Regions from separate parts of the Triticum aestivum genome. Here region 1 is linked to region 2. The links are chromatin contacts, called in public Hi-C maps. All regions are on one chromosome and are shown on one strand. Each heading gives the region's core, a stretch centred on a gene start, on an enhancer-like site or on the middle of the called end of the contact. The rest is flanking DNA. Distances are from core to core; before and after follow the strand shown.

Evidence for each region. A called contact is a pair of places that touch in the nucleus more often than the background predicts.
Region 1: a contact with region 2 is called in a Hi-C map of leaf, with 6 times the contacts expected there. The contact joins the promoter of LOC123104625 here to the promoter of LOC123104623 in region 2. A contact is called at or near these places in 3 of 5 Hi-C or Micro-C datasets (leaf and root) and 1 of 1 datasets of contacts at active chromatin or transcription factors (leaf).

Annotation. Positions count from the first base shown.
Region 1 is chr5A:541,231,909-541,237,927 of IWGSC CS RefSeq v2.1, reverse strand. It overlaps LOC123104625 (la-related protein 1B), which reads left to right and starts at 1,266. Exons shown (of 7, transcript XM_044526504.1): 1 at 1,266-1,737; 2 at 1,876-2,626; 3 at 2,706-2,862; 4 at 2,941-3,031; 5 at 4,529-4,609; 6 at 4,728-4,799; 7 at 4,905-5,338. The coding sequence starts at 1,402. The coding sequence ends at 4,799.
Region 2 is chr5A:541,016,840-541,023,048 of IWGSC CS RefSeq v2.1, reverse strand. It overlaps LOC123104623 (histone-binding protein MSI1), which reads right to left and starts at 4,510. Exons shown (of 5, transcript XM_044526503.1): 1 at 3,820-4,510; 2 at 227-370. The coding sequence starts at 4,443. LOC123104622 (mediator of RNA polymerase II transcription subunit 4) reads left to right here and starts at 4,682. Exons shown (of 2, transcript XM_044526502.1): 1 at 4,682-5,999. The coding sequence starts at 4,745. The coding sequence ends at 5,992.

The DNA.
Region 1 (6,019 bases), core at 17-2,516, 220 kb before region 2:
CCTGCTGCTGGCTGGCAACTGCACTGGATGGATGGATGGATGCATGCGTGAATGCAGCGATTGCCTCGATGCCTTGACTCCACAACATGGGTCGTGTCAGCAAGTAGTCGTGCCAAAATGGAGTCTATCTATCGCGTCTCACTAGCCAGTCACCACAGCGGTGACAGTTTCCCTTTTGTTTGTTCGTCAGGAAACTACTCCACGCGTTTACAGTCAATTTTCTTTACATTTTCTACGGTGCCGGGCGGCGAAGTGGTCCTAGCTTCTCCCGTCAGAACAGTGACGCATCACGCATGGGCGAGAAGAAGGCCATGGGCGCGGCCACAGTCTGCGCGCGCGCCTTGGGGTGCTGCTGGTTAATGGCGTGCATACAAAACTCAGGGTCAAACACGCACGGTGGGACGAAACGGCAGCTGCTCCACGTCGCCCCGCGCCCCCGCTGCTCACTGCTCACTGCTCACGTACAGTACGTATACTACAAAACACAGAGTCGAACAACACTACACGACCGTATTGATCAGCGCGTGGAGACGATCTCCTGGTCTGAAGCCGGGACCAGCTAACTGTTAGCCAGTCTACACACTACTGTACCAGTGAAGAGTCGCTGGGTGGTCATGCAAAGCGTGCCTCCTAATAGTAGCAGTGTACATGAGGTGACTCCTCCTCCTACTGTACCAGTGAAGAGTCGCTGCCGATAAATCGCACACATATCCTATGCACGTACGGCACTCCTCCTCCTAATAGTAGCAGTGTACATGAGGTGACGTGCTAATTCCATTTTTTCGTTTATTACAAGTAAAACACTTTCTCGGTTTCTAAATATAAAAGATATTTTAAAAAAATTCAATACATACTGCATACAGATGTATACAGACGCATTCTGCACTGTAAATATTAACTCGTTTTGCTTCACATGTAGTTTATATTGGAATCTCTAAAATGACTTATATTTAAAAGAGGGAGTAGATATTTTTTGAAATTTATAAGTAAAAATAAGCTGGTAACATGTGTGATGTGTCAGTCTTAGCACGGCCATTGTCTGTTTTTTTTTTTTTTGACAGGCGGCCATTGTCTGTTTAGGAGCAGCGCGGCGGCGACAGTTGGGAAATACGCACAACAAAATCATTCTGTCCTGGGGAGGGGAGGGCGTGCCTTTTCCCGGAAATGCCCCGCGGGTTGCCCTAGAACTTCCCACCTACCCCTCCACCGCCGCCGCTCCTCCCCTCCCCTCCGGCTCCATTCCATCTCCACCCCCTCCCCCCTACTCCTCCCCTCTCCAGCCTCTGCCTGTCCCCTCCACCCTGCCTGCAGCCTCCCCCTCGTCTCCTCCGTTCCCGATTAAATCGCAATCCAAAACCTCTCCCCCGGAACTCCAGCCCCCGTGCCCCGCCTCGCCCCGCCATGTCGCCGGCCGCTGGAGGCGCCGCGCCCACGCAACCGGCGGCCAGCGCCGCCCCGGCGCCGACGGTGATCGCCGCGCCGCCGCCGCCCCAGGCCCCGTCGCGGGAGAACCCGCGCGATCCGGCCGCGCAGGCGGAGGGGGCCGATCCCGGCAATGCGGCGGCGAGGAAGACGGCGTGGAACGTGCCGCCGCCGCCCCCGGCACCCGTCGGCGGCATCATGGGCGGCGACGAGTCGTGGCCGGCGCTCGCCGACACGGCCGCGCGGGCCTGGCCCAAGTCCTCCTCCTCCGACTCCCTCAAGTCCCTCTCCGACGGCTCCGCCCCCTCCGCGCCGGTAACTGAATCTCGCGATCAACACACGTCTACTGCTGATGTATCTAGGAAGCCATCTCCCGTATTTAGAATTTTTTTTTCAGCAAAACCTGATGAATTTTTTTGGGTGTCTGACGAATGAATCTGTGGATGAAATCAGGAGGATCCGATTGTGCCACTGGTGCCGCTGCCGCAGCCACAGTCAGTTTCTACTCTGATCTCCACTGCCTCAAGTCCAGGCTCTGCCTCTACTTCTCCTCCTCCCACTGCCACCACCACGGCCTCGCCGCCACAGAACAGCAGCACAGGCCAGCCAATTTTAGTTCGGCATGGTGGCAGTAACGGTGGTAACAATGGAGAGGGCGGCGGTGGCAATGTGAGCACTCATAGCCAGAGCACTGGTAATTACAGTAGTGATGGGAACAGCAGCAGTGGTGGTGACGGTAACTGGAATGATGGGGGTCTTAATGGTGGCAGCAACTTGAACTCTAGTGTTCATAGCGGCGCCATTGGTGGCAGTGGTATTGACAATAGTAGGAGAGTGTTCGGCAGTAACAATTGGAATGGCAACGGTCGTGGTGGTGGCAGCTACAACAATGCCACCGGCAGTGGTGATGGGGGCAACAGATATAACGGCGGTAGTGGCAGCGGCCACTGGAACAATAATGCCCGACATGGTAGTGGTAATAGTAATGGCTTTGGTGCTCGTGGTGGTCGGAATCGCCGTGACCATGAAAGAGGGAGTAATTTCTCACCAAGGAACTATTCCCGTGCATTGCCAGTGCAGCAGCAGCAGCCGGGCTACTACCAGCCTGGACCATTTCAACGACCACCACCGCCATCACCTGCTGCTGCCCATTTCATGGTGCCACAACCTTTTGTGCCATATGTTCAACCCATTCCGTATCCTGGTAAGTCAGTTCATTCCGTGTCATCCTTTGATTCAAATTCTTCTTTTTGATGTAATGTGGTTGGTGTGGCAATCTGCAGCCGATTTACAAGGCTCCTATCCTTACTATGTCACACAAGTTGAGCAGCAGTTTCAAAACATGCATCTTATCCGGCCGCCAATGCAGCCATTGGCGTTTCAGCAAGATCAAATTAATCTCCAACGTGACATTCAGCTGCAGATCGAGCACTATTTTAGGTACTGAATCTATTTGAAAATTCTTGAGGAGTTAGTGTCTTTTATGCTAATTGTTTGTTTTATTTCTTTTCTTGTTAGCACTAATAATCTTTGCCACGACACATACTTGAGGGAACGTATGGATAATCAAGGATGGGTGCCTATTGATCTAATCGCTTCATTTCCTATGGTCTGTTTTTTAATTCTCATCTGATTCCCTTTTTTCATGTCAAATCAAGATGTAGCCTATGTGTTGTTCTAAATCTCTTTGATGACAGGTTGAATGCTAGTGTGGTACCTCTGCTGATTGTACTTTCACATATTATATATAACTTATGTTGCATGACCAGAACTTGGAAATGTATTTAGTACACTGTATTCTACGGACGACATGAGTTTATGAGTTTGTTTCGTAAACGACAAGATTGTATCTGCATTTACCTGTCTACGTATTACTTGCGGCTCTTTCTGTGCGTGGTGGAGGTGGGGGGGGGGGGTTCACATTTTGCCTAATTCAAGGCATGACACTACAGATGTTCTTTGTGGTTGCTATAAATGTGACAAAATTATAAAATGAGATCGCTGCCATTTTGTTGGGCAAGACAATAGAAGATACTTGTAAGTACTAAATTACAACTCTTAATCTCGTGTGCATCACAGAAATTTAATTTGTTCTAACATTTCATATTTTGGAAATTTTATTTAAAAGTATACTAACTTGTTTGGTAGTGCTTCTACGGTAGATTTGCTACATTACTCGAGCTCAGTTGTTCTCTTCTCGAAGAAATATCATTTGGTTCTAATATGTTAACATTGCCAACAGTAGTTGTGAAAAATTACAGATTCTACAAACGTGAGTTTGATTAGTATTTTTTGCATACCAACTTTGTCTCAGTTTTAACCTTCTTGCTGGTTACCTTCTTTCCAAGTTAAAATTTAGGGCTGTTTTGCAAAATATTATTACGAGTGACATTTGCATTTGAGTAGCACTTTCTTTGTAGGTGAAATGACCAAATCGGTGAAATGACCAAATCGGTATTGTTATTCAAAATATAGCCATCCATTAATACTTCAATGATGACTTCTAGGGTTGAGAGTTCACCTAAATATAACTATGCCCAAATTTATCCTCAAGATTATAAACCAAGAAAGTGGTGGGAGTACGGAACTGAAGCTGGTGCTTTGGAGGAAGGTTTTAGCTGTTGACAGGCAGTCCCTAATAGTACATGGCTGTACCCCTGGAGCATCTTTGCATTGTTCTCTTAGTGTTTGACAACTCTTTATTTTTGTTTTCATTTGTTTTTAAAAACTCTGTTTTTCCTTTGTAAAATGCATTTATGTTAGGAGATTATAGGATTGCTTAGAGTACATTCAGCACTTAGGTCCACCAAGGTTGCCATATTGCATCTAAGAATCTACTAGTAATTTCTGTGTCCCTAGTTTTTAGTCCTCTATTATTCTAAGAAATGAACACTTAAGCCTCCCAGGTTACCATATTTCATTTAGCATCTAGCAAATGCAAATTTAACCCCTTTTGCGAAATGAATACTTCACAATGGCGGATTACCTTGATGTATCACCAACTAGCATTGAAGTCGTATATTGGTGACCTCATTTTACTCGTCACACCGGCGGTTTTGATTGTGTATATCAATATATGTAATGATCTGGGTTTGTTTTCTCGCAGTTGACCAGGTTCACAATGTTGGGAATAGATACCAACTATATACTAGATTCTATCCGAGGCTCTGAGTTGTTGGAAGTGCAGGTACGTCGACACTGGCTTTACATTTTATCTTTCCATTCTAGTGATTGTTGTAATGATCATGATCTGGCACATCTGACATGTCATATGCCTGCATGATTTACCACTGGTGTGCCCACAGGGAAATAATGTCCGAAGACGCAATGATTGGGCAGCATGGTTACTCCACCGAGGCCCACCACCTTCAAATTAGGTTGGTACCAGATTTCCAGTTCCTCCACACAGTAGCCTCACTCGTTGAGCTTTTTGGTTGCCGATCGAACTGTACTTTAGGTACTAACACAAGTATTTTCTTCAGGTTCCGTGATGAAACAAAACTGCTTGTTATTGCTGGAGAAGCGATTAGAAGAGATCGTCTGTTTGATTACGGGCAGGATATCCCGTGATAGATGGACCATGTATGTACAGCGGGGTTACATTTCCAGAGTCGGACGATTTTGTTTGTCTAGGTCGGACATGATGGCTGCACTTGAAAAGCGCATTACAAAGCAGTAAGGGGGCAAACACAGCAATAAATAGGAAATAAATCCCAGAAGTGCAAATCCTTTTTTTCTTTTGGCTGTATAGTTGTCTGAAAAGAAATTGTCGTTCCCTTGTTGCCATGGATGATGCGTCCTGAGGATTGTTGTGGATGATATATGGGGTTTATCTCACAGGATTTCCCTACTGTATTAAATTTTGGTGCATACACCAGTTTGTTCTTTTGTATCATTGGGCTTACAGTTAGTGTTTGATGCAGCCGCAGGGACATTGTCCTTATATTCTGTAGTGTTGAGAATGGCCGTGGATTATATTCTTTCTTTTCATTTTCATCTCCAGCGTGCATACGGAAACAGGAAATGTGAATGCTGTTTTTCAGTTTGCAACCTCTACGGGCCTGTTGGGTATCAGCGGTGCGAATCGAGTGAAACAACAGTACGTACAATTTATTGCGATTACTTATGATCCAAGTATAACTCAGGATAGGCCCAGTTAGCAATGGACTCTGTTGGACATATGAGAGCAATTTATTAAGGGGCACTCAAAAAGATTAAGGCGCAACCCCTCAAAAAAATTTAAGGGGCAGATTCTCAAAGAAAAAAAAAGATTAAGGGGCACCCGTAGCGCAATTAATTAAGGGGTAGCCCTAGCGACTTTACCTAGTTTTTTGGGAAAATTTTGATTTTTTCTTCAGAAGACACGCATAGGAAACGTGTTTCCGTTTCTTGCACGAAAGTCACAACTTTGCTTCTCGTGTAGGCGTAGTTGTGCCTCTCGAAAAATAAAAAAAATTGCTTCTATAAGAGGCACATATTTTCTACCGCAAAAGGCACAGTTGTGATTCTAGAAAAAAAACAAAGTTTTTTTTGCTTCTCGTGAAGCCAGAAATTTGCTTTCGCAAGAGGTTGTGCATCTTGGTAAAGAAAAGAAAAA
Region 2 (6,209 bases), core at 3,261-5,760:
TGCATCTTTTTCAGTAAGGATGCTTCCACAAAGAAAAGGTCTTCCCACTATAGTAAAAGTTGAGCTTAGAATAAACTGTAGTACTGCAGCTATACTCCACTCAGACACAGAAAAACATTTAGCTCAGCAAAAAAGTGAGTATAGAACAAACTGTAGTACTGCAGCTATGTCCCCATCAACATAGGAAAACATTTAGCTCAGCAACTATCAATTAAAGCATGCTTACTTCCTTTTGGTGCGCAACTATAGATTGTTCTGGTTTGTTCGTACGCAGGTCCCACATCATGAACTTGCAGTCATCACCAACAGATCCAAATAGGTTTTCATCCTTAAGGTGCCAAGCAACATCTTCAACGACATCCTCATGAGCCTGCAAAAACATAAAATTTAACTAGATGTTTAACATTGCCAGCCTTGCTTACATACTCATGATTGTGAAGATCGTCATATCATAAAATAAACACCCATACACTCTTATGTCGCATCTGTAAAACAGAACCATGCAATTACGATTTTGGATTTTGGACAAGTAAGACAAGCACGTAAGTAATGAGGTAACTTAAGAAATCATGATTGTGACATCATATCAAAATAATGTGGATCCAGGCATAATAGTTACAAGTCCCGTTTCCACTTGTGGCCATGTTCACAGATGAATGTTTTTAGTGACAACAGAAGCGTTGTCAAAAATAATATGACTAATAAGGATGGGGAGCTATGATGCTCCGGCTGGAGAATGGCTGATGGAAGTCATACTTCTATGCTGGGGTTCAATTACTTTGGTATGCTTCTCAGTGTTCAGCTGATGCTGGTCTTTGTAATGAGCAAGTACTTTGTAATAATGGTTTCTGAACCTGTCGTTTAAGTTTAAGCTGCTGTAGTTGTTTTTGAGTAAGCTCAGTCCTGAACTGTAAGGCTTGTGATTGGAGGCTGATATGGGGTGAAGAAACTCATTTTATTTGAAAAATAAGTAGCCAAATGATGCAATACTCACCACCTACTTGCTTCAAAAATGGAAAAGGTCTCCAGCCTCCACATTAATTTTTTAAAGGCATGTAGTCGACTGAGTAAGTCTTTTCAAATAATAGAAAATTGTGTTTTCACCATCCAGCTAAAACAGTATTTTTCCTAGTATGAAACCACTGCAAACAGCAAATAAATTTATTCAAGTCTAATCTTCATATTAAAGCACCATACATAAGTGATGAATTATAGTGGCAACCAAGCCAATGGCGGATCTAGGATTTTGAAACAGGATGGTCCACCTTACAAAAAAAGTTGGATAACAAATACGGCATGCCAATGGACTAATTGATTTACCAATAGCAATATAGAAATAGATCAATTTGGGCATACAAATATATTAAAATTCTCAATAAAGTCTGAATTTTGCATCCTAATTGGACAATGTCACAATGGAGACAGAAAGGCCAAATGAATCAATAATCATAATTAGACAATGTCAAAACGCACACAGCAAACCCTAATTATAATGAATAATCAATAAAGAACTAAGATGCAATCAATAAGAAATTTTTGAATGGGACGGTATTGAGGTCTGAGGACAACCAAGCTGCGTCAGGCTGCTGGATGGTGGACTGCTAGTTGCTGCACACTGCTGGACACTGGGCAGCGGGCGGCTCCTAGCCTCCTGGGGATAAAGCACACATCCACTAAAGCCGCGGCGTTCGGAGACGGCCAGGAGGCAGGCGTCGAGTAGAGACCCGGAGCGCAGACCATAGAGGGAATCAGAGTTGGGATTCGGGACGCGGTGCGGCTGTGCGTGCATGCGGATCAGGACGAGTAGGCTGCCAATTGCTTGGTGGGCTTTTTAGACAGACTGACCCAAAATCCCAGGGTGGGCTCGCCCTGTCCACCCTGTAGATCCGCCCCTGAACCAAGCTGATGGTATTCTATTTTAATTGCTTAATAAGAACTGTGAGACTTTTGTTGAGATCATGCATTCTCATGTTATCGCGACGGTTGGTTAATCTGATGTCAGGAGAGACCACTTCTTTGATTACAAATGAAGTGTGACTTGATGAGTAATAACAGGAAGTGCACATATCTTGCCTGACACAAATTGCTATTTTATAAATAAAATCAGAGAAACATTATTTTCAATATGCCTGAAAAGTGAAGAAAAATGACATAATAAACGTTTCTGGTGCAAGATTAATGTGCCTAGCCTGGTTAGCCTCCATATATGGAATAATCGAGTATATCAGGGGATGTTTCAATATATTAGGTTTGCAGACAGTAGACAAAACGGTGAATGAAGTGGTGACTTCGACTAAATTTGCTCATCCATTCAGGGAGATTCTGTTGCATTTCATCATATTATCCTTTCACATATACTGGTCTGGGTATGGAAAACGAAGGACGGCATAATTCGTGGTTGATTTCTTGGCATTGTTATGACTTACGAGTTATGAGTGCTTCGGGTATCCACAGGTCTTATGAAGGCAGAAGTATTAACTTTGAGTAATTTGTAATAATGGTTTATGAAACTGTCATTTTAGTGATAGCTGCTCCCCCGCAAAAAAAAACTTAGTGTTAGCTGCTGTAGTAGTTTTTGAGTAAGCTAGGTCCTGAACTATAAGGCTTGTGGTTGGAGGGTGATCTGGGGCCAAGAAGCTCATTTCATTTGAAAGCATAAAAGAAGTACGACTGTAGCAATATTAGCGCAAATGACGCAATGCTCATCAGCTACTTGCTAAAAAGGAAAAAGGTCTCCACCCTCTGCATTATTATTTCTGAAAGCAGGTACTCAACTCAGCAAGTCTTTCCAAATCATAGAAAACTATGTTTTTCACCATCCAGCTGACACATTAATTTTCCTCGTATGAAACCACGGCAAACAGCGAACAAGTTTATTTCAAGTCCAGTCTTCAAAATAGAGCACCATACAGAAGTGATGAATTGTGGTGGCAACCAAGGTGACGATATTTTGTTCTAATTGCTTAAGAGGAACCATGAAGCTTTTATTGTTATTATGTGTTCTCATGTTATCGCAATGGTTGGTTAACCTGATGTCAGAAGACAGCACTTCTTTGAGTCCAAATGAATCATGAATTGATGAATAATAACAGAAGGAGCGCATCTCTTGCCCAACACAAATTGCTATTTAGAACATCAAATCAGACAAATCTTGTTGCCAATATGCCTGAAAAGTGAAGAAAAATGACATACAGAACGTTCATGTGCAAGATTGATGTATCTAGCCTGGTTAGCCACCAGATATGGAAGAATTGTGTGCATCAGGGGAAGTTCCAATATATCAGGTTTGTAGGCACTGAATGTGATCATCCTTACAGGACTTTCGGTTGGATTTCATTATATTATCTTTTCACATTCAGCGACTTCAACTGAATGTGCTCTGGGTAATGGAAAACGAAGGACATCATAATTCGTGGTAGGTTTCTTGGTGTTGTTATGACTGAGTCCAGTGCTTCGGGTATCCACACTTCTTATGAAGGCAGAAGTGTTAATCACTTCTGCTTCCAGTCCTAGCTGCTACTACACTAGGATCACAGTATATACTATACTATTCAAAGATTCCAGTGGCGGAGCTTGGGCCAAATCTTTGGAGGGGCAATGGGCCAAGGAGGGGCAAAACTATGAGATTTAGGCTATTTTTACTGAACATATGTCAGAAAAACTAATGAGTAGTAGGTGTTTTTTTCTTGGGCTGGGGGGGCCACCGCCCAGGTTGGCCCCCATGAAGCTCCGCCACTGAAAGATTCCTAAAATCACATATGAAAAACAAGATAAATGCGGGGAACAGGAACAGCACAGGAGCATACGTTGGGACATTACCTCAAACACCTGTTGCGCGTCCAGAACCGGGGCTCCATTCCCGGCCTTGAGATCCCACAGGCAAATCTTCTTATCATACGAGCCGCTCAGGAGGAACCCCTCCTTCATCGCGCTCCACGCCAGCCCATACCCCTCCGCGCCATGACCCCTGAGCACGACATCCGCGCCGCCCTTGTCGCCGTCCTCCCCGAGGTGGTACACGTGCACCTCGTCGACGCAGGTCTTGGTGGCCACGGTGTACGGCCGCTGCGGCATGCACCGGGCGCGGTTGACCTCGCCCTGATGCGGCGCCGAGCGGCCGATGGACACGGACGGGGCCGGGACGGCGCGGCCCTCAGCGGCGGCCGCCGCGGCCAGGCGCGGCGGGAGCGGGAGCACGGCGTCGACGAGCATGAGGTGGTTGGGGGAGTCGTCGGAGGCGTGGGTGCCGAGGACGAGGCGGTGGGAGCGGGCGGAGGCCGGGGACCCCGAGGGGAGCCACTGGACGGTGAGCGAGGGCCACTCGAGCGGGTGGGACATGACGAGGTCGTAGAGCACCGGCGCGTTCTTCTTCCAGTTGAGGTACTCCTCCATCTCCATGGCGGCGGCGGCCGCGACGGCCTGGAAGGAGGCGCCGCCGTCCATTGCTGATTTGCTCTGCGCGGGAAAGTGGAGGCGGCGAACTGCTGCTCTCCCGCCAAAATGATCGGTGGTGAGGAAGCCGAGGGTTTCAAGGCGAGCTTTTATTGCGGATATATGGGCTTGTTGGGCTGACAAGCCTGACTTGTCATCAAGCCCAGATCTCTCCCAAAAGAAGTCATCAAGCCCATATTCACGTCAGGCCCAGGATCCCACTAAGAGGACCTCGCGTGCCTAATAGCCCGGCTAGTCGACGAGCCTCTGCTCCTCGCGTTGGATTCCCCAGTCCGTCGCCCCCGCCGCCGCGATGATGCAGTCGCACATGCCGTCGCCGGCGAGGCTGGGGGTGACCGCCTCGTCGCCGTCGCTCCCGCCCAACCAGTCTCCCGCGAACCCCACCTCCTCGCCGCCGCAGGCCAACCCGCCGTCCGCGAGCGCGGCCCCGTCCGCGGCCGGAATCGCGGTCCCAACCCTAACCACCTCGCCGGCGCTGCTCCCGCTCCTGCCGCCGCTCCCGCGCGCGCAGTCGCTGCTCCACCTCATCTCCTCCCTCGCCTCCAACCTCTTCGAGCTCTCGCCCAACCGCGCCGCCTGGATCTCGTCGTACCGGGGCTCGCTCCCCAACTTCCTACCGTCGTCGTCGGCTTCCGCGGCGCCTACGCCGCTGCCGGCCCCGGTCTCCACCACCAAGGAGGCCATGTCGATGCTCACCTCCCTCCAGACGCAGCTCTTCGAGACCGTCGCCGAGCTGCAGGAGACCCTCGACCTGCAGGACGCGCGCGCCAAGCTCGCTCGCGAGGCGCGCGCCAAGGATGCTTCGCTGCTCGCCTTCGCGAAGAAGCTGCGCGAGGCCCACCACGTGCTCGACCGCCTCGTCGATGACTACGCCGACTACCGCCGTGATCCCAAGCGCCCGCGCGGCGCCGCCGCTGTTGACGAGCCCGAGCCGGTGTCGCAGGGCGACTTCGGCGCATCCCTGCACTCCAAGCTCAAGCTGGATGACATCTTGACCTATGCACATCGCATAAGCTACACGACCTTTGCACCGCCGGAGCATGGTGCTGGGCTGCCTCTGAGGGGTGCATTGCCGCCTGCGCCACAGGATAACGAGCTGCGGATGTCACAGCTGTATCAGTTTGCTGATTTGGATGTTGGGGTGCCCAAGAAACCCCTGGAAACGAAGGAGGGGGTCACAGCAGAGATGGAGTCCATGCCGCTATTCGAGCTACCGGAGGAAGAGCCTCCACGGCCATCTATGCTACCAATCACAGTGCCACCAGGTTGGCAGAAAGGTTTGCCTGCTCTGCTTCCTGTTATTCCAATGCCGCCACCTGGATGGAAGCCTGGGGACCCGATCGAGCTGGGTGGCATCATTCCTGCTGTCAAGCCTGAGGAACAACGACCCAGTGTACCGATTCCTGTTGGGGTGCAGCCAATGGTGCCAAGGGCCCAAGAGCCAATACAGGTCGCAGCTGTGAACCTTGACATTATCAGTTCTAGCAGCGATGAGTACAATAGCGACGTCGGGAGCTCAGATGAAGACGATGAGGACTAATGCTTTTGTAAGCTCGACCATTTCATCATTTGTGTGTTTCCATATCCAGTGTAGCTCATTTTAGTGTAAGCTTTGGCTAGTATTGTGTCATGTGCTTGTCTGTTTAAACTGCTGCAACACAAAATCTATCCGAATAATAGATTTGACTTAAATTTGTGCTAGTTTAGTACAGCAGTCACTAGATCACTTTCTGTGATAAATACAGCCAGTCTAAATG